Linked DNA regions of Mus musculus: regions 1 and 3 are each linked to region 2. A link is a contact called in public ChIA-PET data. All regions are on one chromosome and are shown on one strand. Each heading gives the region's core, a stretch centred on a gene start, on an enhancer-like site or on the middle of the called end of the contact. The rest is flanking DNA. Distances are from core to core; before and after follow the strand shown.

Region 1 (2,882 bases), core at 105-2,604, 160 kb before region 2:
TCACTTTGCCTTTCTTTCTTCCTTCGACTTAAAACTATTCCATCTTTAAAATAATTAACTAATTTATTTTCCCTTTACTTACTACTTCTTCTATTCTTTGAGATTAATATAATTACATTATTTCTCCTTTCTCTCCTCCAAACCTTCTCATGTACCCCTCCTTGCTTTTCTTTCAAATTCATGGCCCCCCTTTTCATTATTTGTTGTGATATGCACAGACTATAGTTATAGTCATTCTTAATGAAACCTGCCCATTCTATATGTTATTTGCTTTTTGTTTTGAAGGCTGACCATATGTTATTGGATAGTCAGCTGGTGTGCTTTTCCCTTGGCAATTTCCTACTCTCCATATTCCTTGGCTTCCTGTAGTTATTGCTATAGTGCTGAAGCATCTTGGTCTTTCCCCATCCACTTGGGTATGTCTATTGTTATTCATGTCCTTATTCAGCTCAAGTTTAGGCAGTCGTGTTGGTGAGACTTTATGGGTGTACCATTTGACATCCTAAGAGACACAATCTCTCAGTAAACTCTATGTACCTTTGGCTCTCATAGTCTTTCTGCCCCCTCTTCTGCTATGTCCCCTAAGCCTTAGGTGTGATAATTTAAAGAACTAAGAGTGTCTCAAAATCTTAAAGTGAATGAGGAAAACTTCTTATTTATTTGAATTTAGGTAAGTTTTGGGGGTGGGATTGGGGGTAAGGAGAAAAACCTTAATGTTACTGTGATATCAAGATCAAATGTACTCACGATTTCAAATGCCCCCCTTAAATCTCTTAACTTTACAGGATTTTCTAGCAGTGACAAAGAACTTGTTCTCCCCCATATGGGACTTAAGGAACTCTCATGGTTCCTTAAGTCCCAGCTGAGATCCCAGCAAGCTGCTGTGGCTAGTCTCAGCTCCTTCGCTACTGCTAGACCTCCTATATTCTTCTTGGAACTTGTCTGTAGGAAGCTGTTAAACCAAAAAGTAGAGGGTTTGGCTTTAACTTCTGGCATTTCTATAAATCACTGTCCTCAGCTTCTGAAAGAAAAAAAAAAAACGAAACCCATGTAGGAAAAACACCTCCTCCACCTCCATGTTCCAGAAGTCTCCACTCACCTTCAGAGAAGACTGGGATGAAAAGAAGAGTGAGCAGGGCTACAAAAGGCCAAGTCCTAGAAGGCAGCTGCAGTTGAGCTTTGTACCTCCGGAGTCCAAGACAAGCCATGGCTGGGGGGCAAATGTGCTGAGGTCCTCAGGGAGCAGAGTAAAACCCAACAGGATCCAGAAGCCTTGAGATGTGTTTGAACCCACACAGACTCGGGGACTTTATATAGACAGCTTTGATCCAAGGTACGTGCTACATATGTGTAGTGCACACACAGGACACCTGAACAGAGAGCCTTTTTGTTTTGGTTTTACGAGAAAGGAAGCCGTGGGTTTAGCTGTTACGTCGTAAAGACGACCTCAAATATTCAAACTAAAACTGAACAAAACAAGCAAATCCATGGATGGAAAATGTACTCAACTTGAAACTGAAGCTTCGAGTCACCTCTGAGGACCTGGAGACGTGGAGTCTTGGAGAGTATAATTTCTGTAGTACAAGGAATCCCTAAATCCCAGTCCCAACTTTATCCAGTCATCTGGTCATCTTTAATCCCCCAGTACTCTTACTTAGCGTCCCATGGCCATCCCTCTTAGTCCTGGAGCTGATGTCTGAATTTCTCTTTGGAAGGCACCAAGAAAAATTGTGTCCTTCTATGAGCCCCTCAGTACACAAAAGGGTTTATTTTTGCCTAACTCCACTTAGTATTTTACTGAGAGAAAAATGCCAAAATCACAAGAAATGAAAGACACACACACATTTGTACATGCACATGCATGCACACATATGCACACACAAACACACACACACAAAACAGGGAAAGGGGCCTCTGGTTTTGTCCGTTGGGAAATAAACCAGATGCTTTTAAAACTGTAACAACGGCAAAATAAAGTTGTGGATGGCCCAGAGAAAGTCAATCCAAATGAAAAGACATTTAAAACCTCCACAGGAGGATGGGCTTTTAAAAAAAATAGTAAAAATTTTCAAAGGTAGAAACTTAAAACTTGGAGGCACAGCTCAGTGATAGAGACGTAGTTCATATACCTCAGCAATGAAGACACAGCTCAGAGGTATAGATGTAGCTCAGTGGTAGAATACTTGCCTAGTATGCAGTAGACCTGAGGTTCAATTCCCAGCACCACCAAAACTAAGGATATATATTACCAGAATTCTTAACCTAAGCTGTAAAGAAGGGCAAACATTCAATCATAAATACTATGGTATTTTTATAATATTAAAATTATTTAGAATGTTCAGTATTTAAAATATTTAAGTATTCTCTATATTAATGCATATTAGATAGTTAGGATAATTAATACACACATATTTGTAGTGCATTTTTAGAAGACTATACATTGAAGACTTCTCTTAAGTCTGGGAAGCTCTCATATAGTTCAAGGATGAGAGGGGTGTTCACTGCAGATCTATAACATGCTATGAATTGTGGGCACTTGGGATGGGATGATGGCAGGATAAAAAAACCTAGTTGGTTGCCTGGCATGGCAGAGGATGCCTTTAATAAGAGCTCTTGGAAGGCAGTGGCAAGTAGATGCTCCCTTGTTTCTGTGGTTTCCTGCCATCTCTGCACCCCATCAGAAGAGGCTCTGTAGAGTCGGGACTGTATGCTTCCTTTAGAGCCTGCCCACTAGCATGTGCTCACACAGGCCTTTCATTCTGCATGCCATTTCCCACCATGCTTCCTTCGGGTCCTATGACAATGACACAAGCTTCCTACGCTGTATTTGCTCCTTCTATTTTGTTGCCTCCTCTCCACATCCCCTAGCATTTAGCTGAGGT
Region 2 (2,781 bases), core at 92-2,591:
GTTTATAACAAATGGCTGTCCACAGAGGGCATCAGAAAAGCATTCTGTGTAAAATCACTAATGTTGCATGACTTTCAACAAGGGTAAGGCTTTACTATCTAGTAAATTAAGGTGTCTTAAGTATTCCTTTAAAAGAAAGTTAAGATCCCTTAAACATGATATACAGAAACCTTTAAACATAAATTTTAAAGATTCTTTAGCTGTAAATATGTGTTGCCAAATACTGGAGACCTGCATCCTCTGGAGAAATTATTGAACATTCTCTTCAATAGATGGCCTCCTTCCAATGGTCTCTTCATTTGGAATGGAGTTTATGACAATAAATAGCTCTTACTCATGAGAACCAAAGGTTGTTTAGGGTAAGAACTTTCTAATTGATAAATATATAGCCTCCTTGCCATTGCTATTGGGAACTTGAAGGATTTTAACCTAAATAAACATATTTCAACCAACAGTAAAAGGAAACTTACTGGTGTCTATACCAGCTTTTGTGCTTACTTCAGGATTCTTCTTGGCACTCGCTGAATTCAGGTAGACATACTACTTACATGAACACCATGTTTACTGCTCAAGCCTGAACTAAGACCTCCACAATGTCTATTTCATTTTATCTCACAATGAAATTGAGGTGATGCTCATTTAGGGTCCCGTTTTACAGAGATTTAGGTAGTAAATCCTGCTCCAAACGCCACTAGGGAGAATTGAGATATGAGCCCAGGCAATCTAATCCAAGACCTCTAGAATTTACCTACTCTCTTACTTATCACAGTTTTATAGGATGTAAAAAGTAGAATCCTGACTGGGCGGTGGTGTCACATGCCTTTAATCCTTGTACTCAGGAGGCAGAGGCAGTTAAATCTCTGAATTCGAGGACAGCCTGGTCTACAAAGTGAGTTCCAGGACAGCCAGGGCTATACAGAGAAACCCTATCTCAAAACAAAACAATAAATAAAATTCTGAATATAAAAGTTCTTGGGACTAGTTGTTAAATAAAATGTTACTTCTTCCCAAAGAACTTGTGTTAAAGTTCTATTTGCTGTATTATGAGAATTAGCTAGTTTCTAAATAGTAGCTTGTCAAATTAGCACAAAACTCTAAATGCATTCAAGTTTCACAGGTCACTACAGTTTTAAAATAAACCATGCTGGTCATGAGAACACAAATGAAAACAGGGGGAAAAATGGTATCAAAATTGCTTACCTGTTACTTGAACTGAGAAGAAGTTGAGAGCCAAGAACAGCAGCCTGAGTGTCATTGTTCTGATGAGGGCCAGGGCTGCAGCCCCTCCTCTGTGAGCAAGGCAGAGTGTGGTGTGAACTGAAGTCACATCTGCCAAGGTCTATGACTCTCTGCCATCCAGGGCCACTTTACAGGGCACATGATCAAGGGACTCAAACCACAAGGCTTCGTGACTTTCACACAGGATATTACATTGTTTTTGATGACTTGACTTTTACTTCTTTTAGCAACCAGTCCTTTTTTTCTTTTTTCTTTTTTGGGAGGCGGGGGGGGGGGGTACTGAAGAGAGTGTCAGCCACCACCAGATAATGTGCTCAGGAGAGTCATGCTGATGAGCATCGGAGCTGTGAAATGTGGGCGCTTAGGGCCCAGCAACAACAAAAGCAGACAAACAAGGCATTCTAAAGAAGAGAGAAAAACCTCTCTCAGAAGACAAACTCTTACAGACGAATCCAAAATACAAGGCTGTGTGGGAAGCTGAGAGATTTCTATGCACGTGTTTAAATTCTGCATAAACGTTATGAGATTGAAGTTTGAAATAATCTTAAGGCGATCCTATGGAGTGTATGTATAACTCACTTCTACCAATTTTGAAAACCGCTTCCAAGTACACACTTGGCAAGCACCCAGGCATCTGAGCAGCTGCAGAAATTTCCAGAGCAAAGAGGAAGTCATAAAAACACCATATTTTCTTAGGGAAACAGGAGGTAAACGAAACACCCTTGCTACCTCATGTTCCCTATGTCCCTCAAAGAAACATTTCAAACAGCAGACCATTGGAAGATTCACCACAGAGACACCCGGGGCCTTTGTAACCAGCTCTCCACACCTCTCCCCAACTCCTGGGCCTTCTGTAGACAGGGCTAGCCCACCAGCATGGCCAGCTCCACATTCCTCTTCTAGAGCCATCCTGGATCCCCCTGGTCAGCATCTGTACTCAACAGCTTCCCTGATAGTCTGACTCTTATAGAAGCTATAATCATCGGAGTTTGTGGTTATATGTATCTCATACACATTAGCTTTCTCAAAACTTTCTTGGTGATTTTTTTTCTTTCTTTTCTGATAATCTGAGCTTTGTGAAACCAGCCTCATTTGTGATTTTGTGTATATTTAAAAGAATGATTTATATTTTTTATTCTGAATACAAAAGTGAGCTATATTGCATACGTAAAAAAATTTAGAAAAAAATATAAGCATAAAGTCAAGGTTTACCTATATTCTTACCGAATTATAAAAATACTTAATATTTGAGCCATTACTTTCCATGTTGTTTTGTTTATAGTTTTCAATAGATATGTTATCAATTGTTAATTTCTAAGGCATCCATATATGATATAAATATTTTTATTACATTTTAGCTGGTATATAAAACTTAAATATTAAACGTATCAGTCAAATACCATATGATGTTTTATAGGCATATATACATATTTTATTTTTCGAGACAGGGTTTCTTTGTGTAGTCCTGGCTGTCCTGGAACTCGCTCTGTAGATCAGGCTGGCCTCAAACTTGTAATCCTCTTGACACAACCTCTTAAATGC
Region 3 (2,982 bases), core at 239-2,738, 220 kb after region 2:
TATATATTAAAGGAGGGTGGTTATTAGAGTTTTTACAGACTGTGATCCAGCCAGCAATGGCTGCTCCTGATGGGAAGGGCAAGAATTGGGTATAGGTCTCAGCACTGCCCTTCTGGTGCTGGAGTCCTGGGGGGTTCCTAGAGAGCTTCTGGTGTTCAGTCTATGTTGGAGCCTAAAGAAGTAGATTCTAATATGAGCAAAGGAATAACTTAGACACAGGGTAGATAAACCTGCCAGTGAGAGGGTAGGCAAGCAGGCAAAGAAGCAAAGGCTTCCTTCTTTCATATCTTTTAAGTGAGCTGCCACCAGAATGTGTGGCCCAGATTTAGGGTGGGCCTTCCCATCTCAAATAATCCAATCAAGAAAATCCCTCACAGCTGTGCACAGCTGCATGAATTTTATTTTATTGCAGATGCAGCCAACTTGATACCAGAGATTAGCCATTATATCCAGTATCTACCTCTATTCTTATGGCATATTTCTATTGTAGGGAGGTGGGGTTGCATGCTGTGGAGTATATGGAGGTCAGAGGAGAAGAATCTACAAAGTAGCAAAGACAGTTACAGGTTAAGGTCCTTGCGGTCAAGCCTTAAATTCAATCCCTGAGACCGACATGGTAGAGAGAACCAACTCCACCAGTTCTCCTCTTTTACATGGGTGCTGCAGATCTAAACTCAGGTCCTCAGGCAGGTGTTATAAGCACTAAATGAGCCACTTCTTACTTCTTAGCTTTTTTCTTACAGAAGCAGTGTTATGATAAAGATAATGATTAAGTGTCCAGTTCTATGCTGGTGTGTTGGTTTGAGTAAGAAGTGTTCCCTATAAAATTAGGTATTTAAATACTTGGTTCCAAGTCAGTAGCTCTGATGGAGAGGTTATTGGGGTGGTGTAGCCTTGCTGGAGGAAGTATGCCACAGGGGCATATTTGAGAGTTTAGAACTTCACACCTCTCTGGTTTGCTCTCTCTGCTGTGTCTGTGGTAAAGAAGTGGCCTCTCGGCTTCCTGCTTCTATCTACCCACTGCCAGGCTTCCTGCCATGATGGACTGACTCTTATCCCTCTGGACACTAAACCCAAATAAACTTTTTGCTCTTTAAGTTGTCTCTGTCATGATTTTTTTTCACAGCAACAGAAAGTAGCTAATACAGCTAGGACGAGAAGAAATAAATAGAAATTATAGTGTATAAAGGAAATTATCCAAGGGCTGGCTAGTATATTGTGTCTGTGACCAAGTGGTTGTACACTTGAGGAGGAGGCCAAAAAGAGAAAGCAGTTAGGAAAGAGTCAGACTGCCTTGGCTGAGGTAGGAACTCCACTCAGATGGTAGTTCTCCACACTCAGTATTCTCTTCTCACTTATATTTCAAGTTGCCTAACTTTTCATCTTCGAAATCTGTCATTAAAGAGAAACATTAGGGCTGGTGAGATGGCTCAGGGGTTAAGAGCACCGACTGCTCTTCTGAAGGTTCTAACTTTAAATCTCAGCAACCACATGGTGACTCACAACCACCCGTAATGAGATCTGATGCCCTCTTCTGGTGCATCTGAAGACAGCTACAGTGTACTTAATTAAAATAATAATTAAATCTTTGGGCCAGGTGAGTGGGGGTCTACCGGAGCGAGCAGAGATCCCAACAACTAGATGAAGGCTCACAACTATCTGTACAGATACAGCGTGTACTCATATACATAAAATAAATGAATCTTAAAGAGAAACATTAAAACCAATGCATATCATGACTTAACTATAAACATGTTCGTTTTTACGGATATTTTAAAAAATAGTTGACTTACTAAGATTCAGATTTACTTCATTATTTTAGCTCACTACCTGTGCACATTCGGTGTTAATCAACTTTAAGTTTCAAATAGTTAATGATTCCTCAAAAACAGCTGAAAAAAGATTGTATATTGGGCATTTTCCTGGAAGAAGATCTGTAGGATTTTTGCAGATTCCTAGCAACCTCCCCAAAGGTTAAAACTCACCATACTATATTACTAATTTCTTGACCTTAGGAGAGTGTTTCTCAGTATCGCCTTCTTTGTCTCAGCACCATGGGCAGGTAATTAAAAATACATATTCATTTATTTGAACTGGAAAGAAGTTGACTTTTCGTAAATTGCTTCTGAAAAATTATGTCTAAGGTTAAAGAAGAATTTCTCGGCTGTTTTTTGAAATAAAACACTGAGTAGATTGAGGATCACATTCATTTGATAGCATCAAAATCAGGATGAAGGACTAGAGAAATAGCTTAGTAGTTAAGAACACTGGCTGTTCTTGCAGAGGACAGAGGTTTGGTTCTCAGCACCTGAGTAGCAGCTCATAACTGTAACTCCAGTTTTAGGGGATCCAGCTACCTCTTCTAGCCTCTGCAGGCACTACATGCACACATGGCACATATCTTAGTCAGGGTTTTACTGATGTGAATCGACACCATGACCCAGGCAACTCTTATGAGGACATCATTTAATTGGGGCTGGCTTACAGGTTCAGAGGTTCTGTCCATTATCATCAATGTGGGAGCATGGCAGTGTCCAGGCAGGCATGGTACAGAAAGAGCTGAGAGTTCTACATCTTCATCTGAAGGCCGTTAGAAGATTGACTTCCAGGCTTCTAGGATGAGGGTCTTAAAGCCCAGGCACACAATGATGTCACACTTCCTCCAACAAGGCCCTACCTACTACAACAAGGCCATACTTCCTAATAGTGCCACTCCCTGAGCCAAGCATATTCAAATCATCACAGTACAATTAGATACATTCAGACAAAATACTCATACACATGAAAATGAATCTTTAGAAACAGAATGGAGATGGGGACTGACTGTATATGTCTCCCCAGCCACAGAGACCGGGTGCCATTCCCAGTGCCACTGAAGGCAGCTGTGGTAGCACCTAACTGTAACCCCAGCACTCTAGAGGTCATCTTCATTTAAGGTTATTTTCTGCTGTATACAGTGAGTTTTACTCAGCTTGGGCTACA

What was found. ChIA-PET counts read pairs in DNA pulled down with a chosen protein or histone mark.
Region 1: an RNA polymerase II ChIA-PET map of memory CD8 T cells shows a contact between it and region 2, with 7,060 read pairs. The contact joins the promoter of Ctla4 here to the promoter of Cd28 in region 2. A contact is called at or near these places in 1 of 15 datasets of contacts at CTCF or cohesin (the NIH/3T3 cell line), 4 of 484 Hi-C or Micro-C datasets (CD4 T cells, CD8 T cells, effector CD8 T cells and 1 more), 5 of 115 datasets of contacts at active chromatin or transcription factors (CD8 T cells, effector CD8 T cells, memory CD8 T cells and 2 more) and 2 of 9 other capture datasets (adipose tissue and liver).
Region 3: a contact with region 2 is called in an RNA polymerase II ChIA-PET map of memory CD8 T cells, with 1,933 read pairs. The contact joins the enhancer-like site here to the promoter of Cd28 in region 2. A contact is called at or near these places in 1 of 39 promoter capture datasets (macrophages), 6 of 484 Hi-C or Micro-C datasets (CD4 T cells, CD8 T cells, Th1 cells and 2 more), 9 of 115 datasets of contacts at active chromatin or transcription factors (CD8 T cells, DN3 thymocytes, the SCID.adh cell line and 6 more) and 3 of 9 other capture datasets (adipose tissue, liver and macrophages).

Annotation. Positions count from the first base shown.
Region 1 is chr1:60,907,497-60,910,378 of GRCm38.p6, reverse strand. It overlaps Ctla4 (cytotoxic T-lymphocyte-associated protein 4), which reads right to left and starts at 1,354. Exons shown (of 4, transcript NM_009843.4): 1 at 1,100-1,354. The coding sequence starts at 1,208.
Region 2 is chr1:60,744,948-60,747,728 of GRCm38.p6, reverse strand. Cd28 (CD28 antigen) reads right to left here and starts at 1,341. Exons shown (of 4, transcript NM_007642.4): 1 at 1,201-1,341. The coding sequence starts at 1,255.
Region 3 is chr1:60,528,842-60,531,823 of GRCm38.p6, reverse strand. All of the region lies in intron 2 of Raph1 (Ras association (RalGDS/AF-6) and pleckstrin homology domains 1), which reads left to right. Among named protein-coding and RNA genes, the nearest start is that of Raph1, 36 kb to the left of the region's middle. Within about 2 kb of position 1,488, at least 11 of the 459 cell types and tissues checked have an H3K27ac peak or open chromatin away from gene starts, as enhancers often do. A contact at or near this core is called in CD8 T cells, Th1 cells, effector CD8 T cells and 1 more, where this site is marked.